Regions from separate parts of the Mus musculus genome. Here regions 1 and 2 are each linked to region 3. A link is a contact called in public ChIA-PET data. All regions are on one chromosome and are shown on one strand. The core of a region is the stretch at or near the end of the contact, and the rest is flanking DNA. Distances in the headings are between cores, read along the strand shown. Region 1 holds the start of Sike1 (suppressor of IKBKE 1). Region 2 holds the start of Dennd2c (DENN/MADD domain containing 2C). Region 3 has its middle 42 kb from the start of Gm25869.

Region 1 (3,684 bases), core at 908-3,407, 390 kb after region 3:
CTGGCTCCTCCAAGTTAAACAGTGAAGGATCAAAGAGGAGGAACTGCTATAAAACAAAGGAACAAGACCAGCCCTCCCCCCATAACACAGTCTGAGTCATTTGATGAAGTTAGTGACTGCTTGCTATGTGGAAGCGAGGGATAAAATCCGACTCATGCCCTTGGAACTATAAAACTTATGGCTCGATAGAATGTACAACAATCAGCTAAGCAGTCACTGAATGCCTTCAACACTAGCTGGTATCACACTTGCTATGTAGCCCAGGATGGCCTACTCTCAATCTTTCTGTGTCAAGCTGAAAAGAAATCCCTGGTGAGGGAGGTAACTTGACCACTAAAGGATGGAAGAGGCCCTTATCCCCTTCCTTTATTCATGTCTTCACAAAGCCACAGCCAAATTCAGAGTGATTATGAAAATATGCAGAAAGAGGAACACTGTTTTCTGCAAACAAAGGAACGACCCCACGATTTCAGTTCAGTTTATTTACAATTTATTTATCAGTGTTTCTTACTGCAGAGTGAGACTGGTGAGCTTTCAGAACTGGTTCGGCATCCACGGCTTTCTTAGCGACCATTAACTGTAACATCTGTTTCCGGTACTTGCTCATGATCAGTTCCAACGCATCCTGGTGCTCCTCCAAGGAAACCCACAGTTCTAACAACAAAAGCAAACATCTGGACAATGACGTCTAAGACTGGTCTCAAGGCAAACCTCCTAACAGCTGGAGCTCTCAGACACTCCACGGGACACTGGGAATCCAAAGTTGGAAATCAGTATTCAAGCCCACAGACGTGAACAGTGTACCTGAAAACCAACTCTCTAGGCAGTAGAGTCTTGTGCAAATAAAATGGGACGTGTAATCACGAGGCACGGATTTGAATTCAGTTTTCTAATTGACTTCTCAGAAGCAAAAATGAGCTCATTAAAATTAAAAAAAAAAAACTACATTTTGTTGATTTGTGTGAACCACGGCACATGTCGGGTCAGAGAAGAACCCCCAGGAGTCAGTTCTCTCCTTAAACCACGTAGGCCCTTGGAATGGCCTCAGATCCTCCAGCTTGGCAGTTCAGGCCTTCTGGCTGGTTCCAACTGGTGTCTGTGAACCTGTTTCTTAGCTGCATTGTGTAAATACTTGGTCAGGGGCATAGAGTGGAATGGCAGATGTAAAAGGGCTCCATCAGACAACTACCATCCTGCTGTCATCAACAACCCTAAGACTATGTATTTGGGGGACGAAGTTCTAGCCTTCCATCTTGCACAGGAACATTAAAGAAACGTCGATCTTAACTTTAGTGTTCACTCTAATATCGAAATGTTACATTTGGAGACTATGAACTTTAGTTATAGAAGCCTCCATTTGGTATGTGGTCACTCCCCAGCCATCTAACAATTCAACTCTGCTAAACTACTGAATACATCTTTCAAGGTCATCAACCAGGAAGACTTTTAAAAGAGCAATCTAACAGATTTTACTGTTACCAGTTGACCCTTGAAGCACTGATCTAAATATATGTATGCGATGTGCACGCTTGTGAACTGTTCAGGCACTTGTGTAAGAATGTCCAAAGTAGTATTACCAGAAAAAAAAAATCCTAGACACACACACACACACACACACACACACGCCTGACTAACCTCTGTTTTCCTGCTGTAAGTCTCTAATCTGGGTATTCTCTTGAGACAGCAGAATGTGAGGTTTATATTTAGACATGTCCTTCACGTCGGATGCATCCTCTTGATACTGGACAGAAAGACAGACTAAGGCACTGTAAACATGGGCAGGTGCTGCGGAGGAGGCAGCAGTCCCACCCACGACACAGGAAGCTCACACATCCGCCCTGCCCTCCAGACCAAGATAAATCAGGCCGCGCGACCCCACCCACCCGCCCGCAGCGTCCACCCCTGGGCGCGGCTCGGCCCCCGGCCGACCTGCTCGGGTAACACGGCGCCCGCCTCCCGCATCGCCGCCACCCGCCGGTGCAGCGCAGCCGACTGGTCCACCAGCGACTCGGCCGCCGCATCGTGCTCGCGCAGCCGCTCCAGCAGCGTCTTGGCGTCCGTCAAGATCTTCTCGATCGTGCAGCTCATAGTGGCCGAGGAGGCGCGCCGGGCCCGCTAGCCTAGGCGCTTCGCTCAGACCTTACCCGGCCCTGGCTCAGCGCGAATCGCGTCACTTCCGGGTGCACTTTAAAGGCGTGGTGGCATCTCGGTCGGCGCCTGCGCAGAGGTGGACTCTTGGTTACCCTCAGGCTTCGCCACAGCCTTAGCCTTTCTAGGGTGGAGCAGCAGAGGTCGGATTGGTGCCACATCCTGGTTTTTCACGAAGTTATTTCTGTTCCGGTCTTAGTTCAACTTTTCTTCTGGTTTTGATTGATGTAGTTTGTTATTTAGTAATGGGATTGTAACAAACTGATGAAACAGATACTCACCCCCAATAAGTGGTAAAATACACCGGAACCTCTCCTTTCCTCCCTCCCTCCTTCCATTTCTTCTCTTCTTTCTCCTCACCTCCCCCTTTTCCTTTTTTCCTTCCCTCCCTTCTTCCTTTAAACGGTGAGCAGTGTCTGGGAATGACATCTGAGGTTGTCCTTTGACTTCCACAACTGCACTTGTGTATGCAATCAGTTAGATGCACACGCGTGTGCACATACACAAAGGAAAATCTTTCCTTAGTGCAATGTTGGAAGCCTTTTGATTTGGGAGCTATTCTGCTATTCTACAGCACTATGGCTGACTGTGTTTAACGAGTACGGTGGCTGACAGGGAATTCTTTCCTAAAATATTTTTGTCCAAAAGAGTCTAGGACAGTAGAATAGTAGTAATGCTGTGTTTTAAAGAATCATTTTCCCTGTCCTACAGTCTCTTTTATCTTGAGTTCAGATGTAAAGTTTAGAAACACGTGATGTTTGGTGTACTTTTGTGATTTGGGGAAATGCCTATTGTAAAAATTTTACACTTACAAAACTGTGTTAAGAGGTTGCCTCTGGGAAGATGAAATAATTTTCATTCGGAAGGAAAACAACTTTGGGAAAACAGAATAATAGCCTCGAATAAGTTTACAACAAAGACCAGGATATATTTGCAAACGTTTTGTGAGGAGCGTTTCCCAGGACTCTTAGAAATACTTGAGGAGTACACAACCCCCTTGAAGTCACACAGGATGAGGGCTCAGATTATGTGAGCTGGACATTAAGGGGTAAAGATCCCCTCAGTTCTGGAGAAATTGGGGGACACTTGAAGGTTGTACTGGTAGCCCAAATAAACTTACCTAAGGCATGTGGGCATAGGTTAGGACATTAGGAAGGGCTGAAGTGGGGACAAGTTTTCGGTTGCCAGCAGTATAAGTCTCAGGTGAGAAGGGAGGGGCCTCTCCTGATGCTCCCAGCCACCGTGCATGAGAATACCCAACTGTGAACAGGCTAGTTTATTTGTTTCTAACATTTCACTTAGTTTCCCCCCCTTGTCTCCCTGGTATTCTTTAACTCTTAATTCCTTACATTTATATATTGGATTGTAGCTGTTGGGCCCTTGGTCTTGTCTCAAGGACTTGGTGCATGTGCAAGTGTGCAGAGAAACACAGAGAGATAGAGAGAGAGAGAGAGAGAGAGAGAGAGAGAGAGAGAGAGAGAGAGAAGAGAGAAGAGAGATGAAAGAGTGAAAGAGAAGAGAGGAGAAAAGAGAGAG
Region 2 (3,711 bases), core at 572-3,071, 280 kb after region 3:
ACTTTGGGGAAGGGGCAATGTGTTGGGACACATTTTGTGGTCAGAGGACAATCTACATAGCTGGCTAAGTCCTTCTACATGGCCTGGGGATTGAACTCAGGTCTTCAGATTTGGCAAGAAGTGCCCTCATTTCCCAAAGCATCTCGCAAGCCCTGTAATATGAGGAATTTTTAACTTTGTTTTGTTTTGCTTTTTTACAGAGTCACACTATCCCAGGCTGGCCTCAAACTCATTACATAGTAAGGAGTGACCTGGAGTTTCTGAGTCCCTTCTTGCACCTCTCTTATGCTGAGTGGGATGGGACCACCACCATACCCAGTTATGAAGTACTGGGATTGAACCCAGGATTCTTTGCACGTTGGTGACAAACATGCCCTAATTTTAAATTTTAAATAAGAAAAGGAAAGAAATTGCCTACTGTTCTCAATCAAAAACACTGATATTTCTGCATCTAAAAAAAGTCAATTGCCACATTTAACAGACTAACAAGAGGCCTTGAGACACAATTACTACAGTTGCTGGTTTCTGTCTTTGAAAATACTCCAGATCACTCTTACGTATCCCTAGTAGAAACCTCATGGTTACAGACTGCTATTCCTTTTTAAATTTCCCATCTCTCCCTAAAATACACACACACACACACACACACACACACACACACACACACACACAAGTAGAGAACACAAATGTCTATAATAAAAACTGTACAAATGCCACAGCCACACATTAACTTTGTTTTAGAGAACTCAGATCTTTTTATAAGCAGCCCCTGAATTTGCAAAATAAAAGTCTTGTTTTGAGGCAGTACTCTCAGCTCACTTTATGAAATACCTTCAGCTAATCTAAGGCAAAGTAACAGATTTTCTGATTGGTACAAGCTTCATGGTAAATGATTGCACTACGGTATACAGATAGCATGCTATTTTAGAAAATGTCATGACTCAGTTAAGAATAGCTCTGCTCTTCAAACAATGGTGATTATGTGGAAATGACGCTTAGATAACTTATTTACATAGTAAACAGAAGTTAGAACTTTCTCTAACAATACAGGCGAATCAGTAGTAGCTTTGGGATAAAGGTTTACCAGGGTGCCTACTGTACTAGGCACTTAGTAGTTTTACAAACTACACATGCTCCGGGGTGCATGTGTGTGTGTATCAAACAACAATGCCTGACATTTGTAGAACACTGTCATTCCTCTCAGAACATGAGAACCCATGAGCGTCCCAGTTTTGCACTCCGGGGACACACACCTCTTAGAGTTAACCCTGACGGAGGTGTGACGGTTTGTTTGCGGCTCTGAGCTCCAGAGCGAAGCCTTTTGACTCACAATCTAATCATCATCTTCTCTCCTGGTTACTCCACAGTCCTACTCCAGTCCCACTGTAGGAATTTTATCTTAAAAAACTACTTGACGACTTCCTCTATCGTGCCTGCCCCGTAGTTCCGAAGCAAAGCGCGCGAACACACGCTTTACCGCTTGTCTGAAGTGCTCCGTCCGGGCACGTCCAAGTTCAAGACCGCCTGATAGGCGCGTTTCCTCGCGGCGGCGAGCGCCTGGGCTCCCCGGCCCTGCACCCCCGACCGCGCCCGCGGCTCGCAGGCTGACACCCGCCTTCCCCTGGCCCGAGGTACCCAGCTCTCGGCTGACCACGAACACACGGGACGCCATGGGGCGACGCCAACAGCTGAGCGGCAGAGGCCCCATGGCCCCACTCCCTCGCTGCATCCCGTCGCCTACCTGCCTGGGCCGCGACGCCGCCTCGCGCAGGGATCCCAGACTCGCGTCGGTGGCCTCTGGGATCCAGCGCCCACATCTTCGTCCCGCCCCCACAGGTTCCGCAGTCCCCGCCCTCCAGGCTAAGACACGCCCTCTTTTGCCTGGGCACGCCCCCGAGCTCACCCAGTAAGGCTCTGTCCTTCCAGGGCTCTCCTCAAGGCTCGGAACCCACGCCAGGCGGTCTCTCCGCCCCCAGCGCTGGGGTACCAGTGTGCGCTGCACCGCGCTGGTTCCACGGTGCAGCCCCTGCCCAGGCCTGGAGCCAAAGCTCTATCTCCGGATCTACGGTCTGTGCGACTACACGAGACAGACCTTTACAGCAAGGCAGAGCCTAGTAGAACCAGAGGAGCCAAACAGCAACTTCTTTAAGAAAACCCCAAAGCAGCTCAGGGAGCAAACATTCATCGGGAATGCCAGCTAGTAAAGAGATGCCAATAACGCACCTGGCCCCGGGTTTGGAATCACAAGCCGGATGCCTTTGGTGCCTAGTCCGGGTGCCGACTGGGTTGCCACACCCACTTGAGACTCACGCTTAAATTCTCCCTACCACACGATCTTGCTCAGGTATGCACATGGCTCTGTGCCTGCTGCAAGAATAGCCCAGTTTCACTCTGCGAGACTGGGATGAGTGGAACCTATTTCCCAGCACGATCTAACTGCCCCACCTCACCGCGCCCCGCCCCACTCCACCCCACCCACTCCATCCGACCTTGTGTCTGGTAACCAAACTTCCCTGGCTTGTTCACACAGAGGTACCAAAATAGAAGACTGCCACAGAGAGGTGTTTAATTACACATCGCGGATGACTGTCACCAGCCAACTCAACCAAGACTTGGAAAAAAAAAAAAAAGTCCCAATCCCTTGTGAAGCTATGAGGTGGGGACATGAGGTGGGGACAGTAAAAGGATTACTTTCTACCTGAGGGAGAAGTATTGACAATTCCTTTAAAATACTCCAGTGAGGAAATAAATGTAAATATGGTTTGGAATACATTGCAAACTCCATTGATCCCTTACCTAATGTGTATGTCTTTAAATGTAGACATGTGTGTTCTTTATTATTTTTCAAACTTCTTATCCTCCTACCCCTGCTTCTGGGGTGCAAGCATAGTCCTGAGCCAACACAAGTGGCATTTAATCTAGTCTGTTTGGAAAGTATCACAGATAGTTGTACAAGGTGAAATTCGGGACTAAAACAGCGTTTTTAAGATTTACATTTTGAAGTTTGCATCCACGAAGATTCTTTAGCAGGATGAAGATTTGAATTCCAAGATGAACGTTAATTAACATGCATGTGTTCTACTGCCCTCTCATGGGTAGGATGGAGCTACACCTAATGGTGAGAGGTGTCCTTTAAGTCTGAAGATAATACATAGTAATTTGTATTATTTTAGTGACTAGGAAGCCAACATGAAATAAAATCAGGTCCTTGATAAATATTCCCCGAAAAGCAATTTGAACTTCAAGAATGGGGAAGAGGAGTCTTACCCCACAGCTAGTATGAGCACGTCCCAAGGGGCACACCTAAGCTCACGGCTACCTGTGCAGAAAGTGAAAACACTCAGGAATTTGCTCGAATTTCATTGTGATAAGTCTTGAGGGATGTGCTCTCCACACATCTCACAACCTCAGGGGTGAAAAACTTGAAAGTAGAATGAAATCTTTCTTATACTTTTGGTGTCCAAAAAAAAAAAAAATCTTTATGTTTAGTCCATAACCCCCTTTTTAATAAACAGTGAATTATCAACCCAACCACTAGATGGCAACACAGTTGTGTGTGAGCAAATATAATCTGGATAGCTGGAGCATCTCCTAACAGGAAGTACTCTCCCTCCCCTCCCCCTCCCCCTCTCCCTCTTTCCTTCTTTCCCCTCTCTCGTCTGTCTTCCTGTCTGTCTGTCTATCTATCTATAGATGGGGCCTCACTATGTA
Region 3 (4,145 bases), core at 507-3,006:
CCTCAAACTCAGATCTGCCTAGCTCTGCCTCCCAAATGCTGAAATTAAAGACAGGTACAACTATCACCCAGCTAAAATTGTAATGTCCTAAGTGTCATTGGTTGCTGTTTGTTTGTTTTGTTTTGTTTTGTTTTGTTATGGGGGGGGGGGGTTGGTTGGTTTTGGGTTTGGGTTGGGTTTGGATTGGCGGGGCAGGCGGGGGGGGGGGTTGGTTTTTGGTTTTTCTAGACAGGGTTTCCCTCTGTAGCCCTGGCTGTCCTGGAACTCACTCTGTAATCCAGGATGTCCCCAAACTCAGAGATTGCCTGCCTCTGCCTCCTGAGTGTGCCACCACTCCCAGCTCCTGTTCGTTTTCGAAGCCTGGCTGGCTAGGTCTGTAGACGCCATGTACTGTCCAAGGCTTCCCTAAGACAGCTCCTTCCCTAATTAAGTCATCCACGGCTGGTCTCTGATGTGTGTACTCAAGGACCCAAATAGTAAAGAATCAACAAGGGCTACAGGGAATTGGAGGGCTGGCTGGAAGATTGGATTTTAGAGAACAAGGCAGTAAAATCCAGCTAAGATTCAAGGAATCTGGCAGCTGCTGGCCCTGGGTGGTAAATTGCTAAAATTAAATTATCACTTAGAGTCACCTGGAATAAAAAAACCTCATTCAGGCAAAACGTTGAAGGCCATATTGCTACTCACACAGAGCAAAATGAAAAGCAGGAGTCACAGGAGCTGTTGTGAGTGTGACTTCTCCTACGAAGACTGGATAGATGAAAAAACGAGAAGTTTAAGCCTCTCTTTTCCCACCCGGAGATTTTCCAATAATGAGCAAAACCAACCTCTTCAAGCACAGCCAGGCTTCAACACCTGTTGAATTGATACCCACCCCGCCTTCCAGCTGCGGTGATAGTGGGTCACGTGGTTCAGGGAAGACTGTGACTCCAGAGTCTACTGTAAGGACACTTAACAAGATCTGAAGGACTCAAACTTCCTGAACGTTGAAACACCTGTGTCCTCTGCGTTCGCTTCTGACTAAAGTTCTGTCACTTCCTGCGCATGCGTCCTTGTGGGAGCACTCAGTCTCTTCTCGGTCACTCCCTGCGCATGCGTCCTTGTGAAAGAGCGCAGTCTCTGCTCTGTCACTCACTGCTTTACAGGTTTCTAAAGACAGTCAGACACCAATGTGGCCGGGAAGCAGAACTCTGAGCTTGTTATTACAAGAAAAGTTAAAGGCCCATCAAAAGACTGTCTGAGCCAGGCTTGTGCCTGCAATGCCAGCCCTCAGGAAGCTGAGTGAGACAGAGTCTTAAGTGAGGTCAACCTAGAATATTAGGTGACTCTCAACCATCTAGAACTCCAGTTCTAGCAGCTGATGCCCTCTTCTGGCCTCCGAAGTCACTGCATGTATACACACGGTACATAGGCACACATGCAGGCAACGCCCACATACATAAAATAAACTAAAAGCTAAAGAAAGATGGTTCTGGAAGAAAGCCAGCCAGACTGCAAAGATGGTGGGAGAGAAGCTCTTCTGAGGACAGTATTTTCTCTGCCTAGACCAGAGTGTGTGGTGTGGTGTGTGTGTGTGTGTGTGTGTGTGTGTGTGTGTGTGTGTGTGTGTGTGTAAGGCACATGCCATAGAAGGGAGTGGGGAGCCTCCAGCCTTAGATAAGTACATCTAATCGCTTAGCTGTTATGTATGTTATGTTAGCTATGTTATGTTATGTAGGAGGACTGTCTGAGAGCAGGGAGTTGTCCTATGTCTATAGACTGACTCAAACCTCTTCAAAGTCTCTGTGCAAAACAACAGCCACCACCATCGCCACCACCCCACCCTGGCCAAAATGAGCTAAGGTGCTGACTTCTGCCCACCACTCCCTCCCCACCACCTACCCCTCAAGATAAGCACCATTAAATTGTGGGTGGGTAGGAGGAGGAGCAGATCATGATGCACAAAGGTCTTTAAGCCAGGGCCAGAGTCCTCAGGCTTAGAAATCTATGTTCAGACTCAATGGGTGGCAGCTGGGACCAAGCAGAACCAAAAAGACCTAAGTCTAAGACAATACTAGCCTGGCCTGACAAATCTTGGGACTATGAACCAGGCAGTCTCTTTGCCTAAAATGGAGTTGAGACAGCCTCTGTGGGGTAGGTCAACTGGTAAACATCTTAGATGTGGTAGGTGTCAGCCCCTGAACCTTCTTCCTGTGTATGAAGAATTTGCCACAGGATGGAGGGCAAGAGGAAGAGCCCCTCCTTCCGCCAAGGCCCGTTCTCCCCCCGACTCTGTACCCATAGCATTTCAGGATGTGACACAGAGACATAGGGACAGCTCAGGTTCCACCCAGCCACTCTAGTGTGGCCCAAGATGGGAGGCAGTGTGTTCATTGAGGGACCAGCAGGTCCTGACCAGCTGGCCCTTGTGGTATGTCCCTGGAGAAGTGTCTAACCATTGTGCTTCCCCCACACTCCTGTGCATTCTCCTAGCCTGGTCTCCAGCTTGCCTGCCAATTCTGGACAGACCTAATATCATTCCATTAAATTCTTTTTGCTGCCTTGGTCACCCAGCCTGCTGCTGCCGCTGCTTAGATAAGAAGCGCCACTGGGGCAGTCAGCACAGATGCGGTTTGAAGTTGTGCCTGTGTGGATATGAAGTAAGCTGCAGAGAGAACCCCTGGGAAGGAGGAGACTGGGGTGGGGGAATCTATAAAGGGGAGTAGTGGGAGCTGGGGGTGTGCCTTGGTGGGGGCAGGGGGAGGAACAGCCAATGGAAGACACAGGAAGTGAAGAGACTTGAATACCAAGAAACGCAGTTCAAAGCTCACTATCTGAAACTGGAGTTATTCTGTTTGTGAATAAGGCACAAAGTAGGTCAGTGCCTTTCACACATGCCCTGAGCGCTGTAAGGAGAAAGAGTGACAGGGAGTGGAGATCACAGACGTGGGAAATGTCTTTGAGTCAACTTCATTTCTTCTCATTCTTCTATTGTTTTCTATTTTCATATGTGTGTGGAGCGCATATGTATATATGCATGTTTTGCCTGTATGTGTGTAAATTTGCATGTGTGGGTGCATGTGTGGAGGTTTGTGTAGAGATTCGAGGTTGATGGCAGGAGCCAGCCTCCATTGCTGTCCTACAAGGCAGGGTATCTCAATCAAACCCAGAGCGCTCCCAGACAGCTAATTCTTGCTAGTCAGCTAGCTTTGGGGGATCCCTTGTGCCCACCTTCCATGGCTGGAATCACAGAAGAGCCACCATGCCGGCCCAGCTTTTATGTGGGTTTGGGGGAATCTGAACGCTGGTCCTCACATTTTTTGTGACTAACATGTGAACCTCCGAGCCATTTCCTCGGCCCTCAACTTCATTGCTTGATCTATTTTCTGAGCAGTTGAAATCTTCCAAGGTTTCCCACTAGCCATCATCATATTCTTGAAATTCTTTTCATTAACAATTATCCCATTTAGATTATACATCGTAAAGATGGCTGACTGTGAGCCAGGTCCTTCTATCCCAGCAACTACAGAACCGCAGCGGGAACTTTCCTTTTGTTATCTTTTTTTATTTTTATTTTTCTAATCCAATTGTCTGTTGGTGATGTAAATGTATTCTTCAGTTAATTTTTAGTCTGACAGATTTTATCAAGTGTGATCTCCTCATTGTCAGTTTCATTTAATGATCTTTAAAATAATTTAGGTACAGCCTGAGGTTTTTTTTTTTTTATTTGTTTCCCCAGTAAGCAGCCTTGTTATGTCGAGAGGAGCAAAGACAAGACTGACATGGGGAAAAGGGACCTTGAATCAGAGAAGATTCCTAGGTTCTGTTGTTCAAAAAGAACACCCCTGTCTGAAACAAACACCCACTGTGTGGGGAGCCAGTGAAAACATCTTAAAAAAAAAAAAAAAAAAAAAAACAAAACAAAAAAAAAACTACTGTGTGGAAAGCCAGTGTAGCTTAAAAATGCTAAGACTCTCCTCCAGCGCCACAGCCAATCCTGTCTGAAAACACCCCTGACTCTGCACACAGTCCTTGCAAGGGAGTCCTCAATGCCTGTGTCTCCCTGTGCATCACCCCATTCCTAGGGCCACTAGGACATCAGACTGTGGCAGGGAGGGCAAGCACAGCCCCTGACTCCGGCTGACCTTCTATCTCCTTTTTCCAAA

What was found. ChIA-PET counts read pairs in DNA pulled down with a chosen protein or histone mark.
Region 1: a contact with region 3 is called in an RNA polymerase II ChIA-PET map of memory CD8 T cells, with 49 read pairs. The contact joins the promoter of Sike1 here to the enhancer-like site in region 3. A contact is called at or near these places in 2 of 484 Hi-C or Micro-C datasets (embryonic stem cells and regulatory T cells), 2 of 115 datasets of contacts at active chromatin or transcription factors (embryonic stem cells and memory CD8 T cells) and 2 of 9 other capture datasets (adipose tissue and liver).
Region 2: a contact with region 3 is called in an RNA polymerase II ChIA-PET map of memory CD8 T cells, with 123 read pairs. The contact joins the promoter of Dennd2c here to the enhancer-like site in region 3. A contact is called at or near these places in 9 of 39 promoter capture datasets (3T3-L1-derived adipocytes, the C10 cell line, the HPC-7 cell line and 5 more), 1 of 15 datasets of contacts at CTCF or cohesin (pro-B cells), 27 of 484 Hi-C or Micro-C datasets (B cells, CD4 T cells, CD8 T cells and 15 more), 9 of 115 datasets of contacts at active chromatin or transcription factors (T-cell acute lymphoblastic leukemia, effector CD8 T cells, embryonic stem cells and 4 more) and 2 of 9 other capture datasets (adipose tissue and liver).

Annotation. Positions count from the first base shown.
Region 1 is chr3:102,994,213-102,997,896 of GRCm38.p6, reverse strand. Sike1 (suppressor of IKBKE 1) reads right to left here and starts at 2,157. Exons shown (of 5, transcript NM_025679.3): 1 at 1,930-2,157; 2 at 1,636-1,741; 3 at 512-654. The coding sequence starts at 2,088.
Region 2 is chr3:103,100,769-103,104,479 of GRCm38.p6, reverse strand. Dennd2c (DENN/MADD domain containing 2C) reads right to left here and starts at 1,821. Exons shown (of 19, transcript NM_001384113.1): 1 at 1,742-1,821.
Region 3 is chr3:103,383,707-103,387,851 of GRCm38.p6, reverse strand. No RefSeq gene overlaps it. Among named protein-coding and RNA genes, the nearest start is that of Gm25869, 42 kb to the left of the region's middle. Within about 2 kb of position 1,756, at least 61 of the 459 cell types and tissues checked have an H3K27ac peak or open chromatin away from gene starts, as enhancers often do. A contact at or near this core is called in CD8 T cells, T-cell acute lymphoblastic leukemia, Th1 cells and 4 more, where this site is marked.